Linked DNA regions of Sus scrofa: region 2 is linked to region 1. Evidence: chromatin contacts called from public HiChIP or PLAC-seq data. All regions are on one chromosome and are shown on one strand. The core of a region is the stretch at or near the end of the contact, and the rest is flanking DNA. Distances in the headings are between cores, read along the strand shown.

Evidence for each region. HiChIP or PLAC-seq counts read pairs in DNA pulled down with a chosen protein or histone mark.
Region 2: an H3K27ac HiChIP or PLAC-seq map of alveolar macrophages shows a contact between it and region 1. The contact joins two enhancer-like sites. A contact is called at or near these places in 1 of 47 Hi-C or Micro-C datasets (epiblast stem cells) and 1 of 2 datasets of contacts at active chromatin or transcription factors (alveolar macrophages).

Annotation. Positions count from the first base shown.
Region 1 is chr18:48,422,384-48,425,083 of Sscrofa11.1, reverse strand. UPP1 (uridine phosphorylase 1) reads left to right here. Exons shown (of 8, transcript XM_021078790.1): 4 at 905-1,063; 5 at 1,907-2,021. Among named protein-coding and RNA genes, the nearest start is that of UPP1, 17 kb to the left of the region's middle. Within about 2 kb of position 1,398, at least 5 of the 83 cell types and tissues checked have an H3K27ac peak or open chromatin away from gene starts, as enhancers often do. A contact at or near this core is called in alveolar macrophages, where this site is marked.
Region 2 is chr18:48,573,567-48,576,266 of Sscrofa11.1, reverse strand. It overlaps LANCL2 (lanC-like protein 2), which reads right to left. Exons shown (of 8, transcript XM_021079342.1): 3 at 2,615-2,700; 4 at 1,667-1,814; 5 at 164-310. Among named protein-coding and RNA genes, the nearest start is that of LANCL2, 24 kb to the right of the region's middle. Within about 2 kb of position 1,311, at least 16 of the 83 cell types and tissues checked have an H3K27ac peak or open chromatin away from gene starts, as enhancers often do. A contact at or near this core is called in alveolar macrophages, where this site is marked.

The DNA of each region.
Region 1 (2,700 bases), core at 149-2,648:
AGTTCCTGTTGTGGCTAAGTGGGTTAAGAACCTGACTCGTATCCACAAGGATGCAGGTTCAATCCCTAGCCTCCATCAGTGGGCTAAGGATTTGGTGTTGCCGTGAGCTTCAGTGTCAGTCGCAGACACAGCTTGGATCCCACGTTGCTGTGGCTGTGGTGTAGGCTGGCAGCTACAGCTCCGATTTGACCCCTACCCTGGGAACCTCCATATGCTGCAGGTTCAGCCCTAAAAAGCAAAACAAAGAAAACAAACAAAAATAAAGGTTCTACTTCTCTGATAGCCATTCACTCACCGCACCTCCCACCCCCAGAGCTATGACTTCCTGAGCCCCCACTGGGTCCCTGGCTATTTCCATGTGTTGGCTATTTGGCCCCCTGGACTCCTGGGAAAGACAGCAGGTAGAAGCCCATTTTACAGATGGGCTGTGGGGCCCTGGTTGCACATGGAGGGGCTGGTGCCATCCTGGTCCAAACCTGGGCTCCCTGCAGTGCAGAGAGCTGCTGGCCACGTGGTGGACGGAGGCAGGGCAGGCATGGAGGCTGAACTTAGCTTCCCCAAGAGGGTAAGGCTGTGGTCGTCCTGCATTTTGCTCAGCGGATTGCTTCTCACGCTTGGGGCCTCTTGGACTGAGTTGCGAGTCCATGAACCAGTGCTTCTTAATACCTGAGCGACTGTAAACCAGCTATAATCGAAAAAATAAAAATCATAACCCCCCCCCCAAAAACTTGAGCAAGCACGAGAGACACCACGGGGCTCCATATCCCACACTTTACTGGCTCCCCAGACACAGTAAGTCTGAGGGGAGGCTGGGGAAGGGATGTGCGTTTCGAGCAGGTTCTGGGATTTGCAGGTGGCGGTAGTTTGGGGGTCCCTGCTCTGACGAGGGCTCTGTTCTCCGCAGTTTGTGTGCGTCGGGGGAAGCCCTTCCCGGATGAAAGCCTTCATCCAGTACGTGGCCGTGGAGCTGGGCCTTGACGTCCCAGGCGCAGACTATCCCAACATCTGTGTGGGCACCGACCGCTATGCCATGTTTAAAGTGGGCCCGGTGCTGTCTGTCAGCGTGAGTACCATCCCTTCCCGGGGGTGGGCTCAGCCCCCGGGCCCCCGCCTGCCCTCCACCCCCAGACCAGGTCCCCTCTACCCCTGCTTCCTCTGCCCTGCTGGGGACGAGGGAGCCTGGAGCTGGGCTGCAGAGGCGGTGGTGCCCGTCTCCAGGAGAGACCGATACACACCTGCAAACACCCATGCAGACACACCCAGCTGTGTACACACGGCGAGGGCCCACGTGCCCTCCCGGGACCAGGGCCAGGTCCCGGGTGCCCCCCACCCCCATCCCAGTGAGTTTCTTCATTCGCAAGTCATTTAGCAATGAGTGAGCACAGCAATCTCTGGTGCTTCTCGTTTTCTGGGTTTGGTTTCCTTTGTAGGCAGCATGGGAGTTCAGGCTGCCCCTGAGGCTAAGTGCCCCACCCCCCTAGGCAGCATCAGGCATCCAGGACACACACAAGAACCAAGACGTATTCAATTCTAGATAATTCACGGAAGCACTTGCCATGGGCCAGGTTCCATCACAAGCATATTCTCCGAGGAGTCCTGTGAGGAAGGCGCAGCTCCTGGCCCAAAGGGAAGAATGTGTGCAGGGCTTCCAGTGCCAAGGGGCTCTTTGTTACGTAGCGACAACGGGCTGTTGCCTCTTTGCTGAACCTCGGGTCCCCTGTTTCACGGGATGTGTACATCAGATGGGGTCGTCAGCTTTGTGCAAACCTTTACCCTTCCTAAGGCGTTAGGCGTGTTTCAGTTTATGTTTTGAGGTTCGTCTTCTGTTACCACCAGTTTGCAGTGCGCCACAGAACACGTGGAGGCACGGCTGGAGCTTAACGTTGCCATTTCTCCCTGCTTCCAGCACGGGATGGGCATTCCCTCCATTGCCATCATGCTGCACGAGCTCATCAAGCTGCTGTACCACGCGCGGTGCTCCGGCGTCACCATCATCCGCATCGGCACCTCTGGCGGGATAGGTCAGTGTGCAGAGCACCGAGTGGATGCGGGCGGGGATGGGGCAGCGTGGGGCCCCAGAGCTTCTGCCTGGGCTGTGTTTGAGCAGAGCTCAGCAGCAGCAGGCATGAAAAGAAGTGATACATTGTTTTGTTTGCTCAGCTACTGCTCCCAAACCACACCCCAGAAACAGGCTAGAAGAGGCACCACCAGGCCACGTGTCCTCGAAAACGCATCCTTTAGGGATTACACACGGGTGCCATCTTATTTGCTTGATTCTCTCTTTTTAGTCTTTCTAATCCCTCTTTTCTCTGCCTTTCTCCTCTACTTTGCTCACTCCTCCTCCCTCTTCCTGCAAGGATTTGAAGCAGCGTATGAGAAAACCTACAGGAAAACCAAAGGGGGAAAAGAGGTGGCATACAAAATTAAGATAAGTGTCCTTAAGTTGCCTAAAAGTCCCCGGTGCTCAACATATATTTTTAACATCACAGAGACAGCAAAGAAAGCAGAGGGTGCAGTGAGAGGCGAAACGCTTAAAATTGTGTTGCTTTTTAAGCCAAAGTCTTTGAGGCAAACTCGTTTTATGTAAGTTGTCCTACCCTCTAACATCCCAGTTCTGGGCTGGACTTTTGTCTAAAAACTGGCTTCTAGCAATTCTCACTCCTGCCAAGGAGCTGGGAGCTGCTGGAGGGAGGCTTGCTA
Region 2 (2,700 bases), core at 62-2,561, 150 kb before region 1:
CAGGGCTTGGGGACCACACAGAGCTCAAGGACCATGACTCAGAGAAGGACCCTTGTTTCAGGGGCTGCCCACTTGGTCTGCAGCACGCTTTCAGTCCCAGGTCCCATCCGAGCTAACTCTGCGGAATGTAGCTACTGCATCAGTACTGCAGAGGCTCGCTCACCTGCATTAGCATGTAGTAGATCCCAGCCATGCCATGGGCGGCTCCGACGTACTGCTTCCTGTGCCACTGGTACAACAGGGGGCAGCGCTCGGCCTTCCTTTCTTCCTTTGACAAAGTCTTGCCCGAATCAATAATAGCATCGACCACCTACAGAGGCGAGACGGCTTAAGTCTAAAAACTTACACGCAGTCTGTTCTAGTCTAATTAACAGTAACATATGCCTTTAGAGAGATTACGTAACCTAAAATCTTTACGGTCTGTAGCCAACACTGCTGTCTTCAATTTATAAATACGTACATACACACAGGCAGAGAGAAATCAGAAGATGATGTCGGAGCAGAAAAGTATATTAAGAAGTAGAACCAAGAAATCAAAAGGTCTTTGTATGAACAGGTTACTGGAGCCCCAGAAACCTTCCTATGAAAACTACCCCACACGACTTAGTTGCTCCGTAGCTTCAATGTTTTCCCCGGAAGACTGGCAAGTATAGCTGGTCCTCCGTATCTGCCGTGGGTTCCTTACCCACAGATTTAATCAACCTCTGATCAAAAATATTGGGAAAAAATCCCAGAAAGTTCCACAAAGCAGAACTTGAATTTGCTGCTCATGGGCAGTGGTTTACATAGCATTTGCAGGGTGCAAGGTATTCGAAGTAACCTGGAGAAGATTTAAAGTCCAGGGAGGTCGTGCAGTTTACACACAAACACTGCACCCCTTTATGGAAGGGACTTCAGCATCCCGGGATTTTGGTGTCTGAGGGGCGGTCCTGGAGCCTCTCCCCAGCGGGTGCTGAGGGAGGACCCTTCATCTCCCAGGCGGGAGGAACTGGCTTCACTGATGAAAGGCTAAGGAAATGAGGTCTGTTACAGGGTTTCAGATCAAAAGAAGAGTATCACATCGGTAACGACGAGGCAGCCAAGACACTAAATGTTTCCCCACGTCCTCTCCCCCTGCGCCCTCCCGGGAGCAGTGCTCCGAAGCTTTCGCCAGGCACCTGGCTCCGGGGGTACAGACACCTGCACACAACCATCCGGCTGCGGTGCGGAAGTGGGAGGTGGGCAACTTCGAGTTCTCGGCCTTCGAAGGAAGCTGCTCACCAGCCACTTCCTCACCGGGCCCCTGGCTGAGGGCGCTCGGCTCACTCTGGTCACGCGGACAAGGGCACGGCCCCAGGATAAGGCGGAACCAGACAGACGAAGGGCGTCCCCAGCGCGGCTGCCCGGACTGCCTCCCAGTTCAGACGCCTCAAGGAAAGGAAAGAGACATTCTCTCTTTACGAAGCTGCTGTTTGCTTCGAGTAAAAACAGGTGAATGAACACAGGCCTAAATTAAAAGAAAAACCTTCCCTGGGGGGAAAAAACGGGAGCTATTTATCATTTTACGAGCGATCTTGGGCAAGGACTCCTCCTAGAAGCAGAGTCCGTCCAGGCACCGCGGTAACTGGGTGCTGGCAGGCGGCTGCGCGGGGGACGGGACCCGGCGGCGGGCGCGCTCCCTCGGTACCTCTTTGATGGCTGATTCGCACACGGCGCCCGGACCCATCTCCGTGTTCACATAGAGCAAGGCGTACAGGTAGCCCGCGCGGCCGAAAAGCAGCTCATCGGGAAGGTCCGAGTCGCGGCAGACGATGGTTCTCTGGAGCTGCAGGAGTCTGCCCAGCAAGAAAAACTCTGTTTTCCCAGCCAATGTCTAAAACGTCTCTTCCTGGAACTGTAACCAACCCTACGACTCTAGGAATTCTCTCTTATTATTTGGAATTTAAAACTGATTTTAAAAAATCCCCCCCCAAAAAAAAGGAAAACAAAAACTCCCCCCTACAAAACCAAACAAAAACATCTCCCAGATATCAAAATCAATAATAAAAGATCTTTCTGTTCAAAAGTTCCACATTTATATCTAAAAAGTATAAGATATAATCCAGAATTACAATAAAGTGATTTAAAATCTTAACGAAATGTTACTAAAATGTAGCCAATGCTTGGAAATGAGCTTGAGTCACCCCATCTCTAATGAAGATAAACAGACAAGCAAGTGTTGGACACTCTACTAGACCACGGCAGTGAGCCCTGATTTTTGCTGCTTCAAAAGAGAACCTAAACCAATAGGTGAAACAATTCACCAACTGTTCCCTAACAACTGAACCTAAGAATAACTTAGTTACTAGAGTGAATCCAAGGCATATAAGCAAACTTTCATTCACTGAAGGCAACCAAAGATTACTTAGGAAAAAACATGCTGTATTCCTCCCTCAAATGAAGGCAAACACGTGCCTGGACAGAAAGGGAGCCTATGATCCCACCATTATTTATGCTCAAGATTATTATACACACTCTTCACTTCTTGCAAAGATCTGTTTGCAAAAGTAGATGAATTAAAAAACAAATTCATTTTTGAGTATCCTTCTATAAGACTGAGAAGTTGGAGGAAATACTTCCAGTTTTAAAAACTCACTTTGTGATGCATTCCTGGGACTCGCCATCACTTTTGAGTTTGTGATACACCACAGCTCCGACGGCCAGGGGCCCGGCATCTCCACA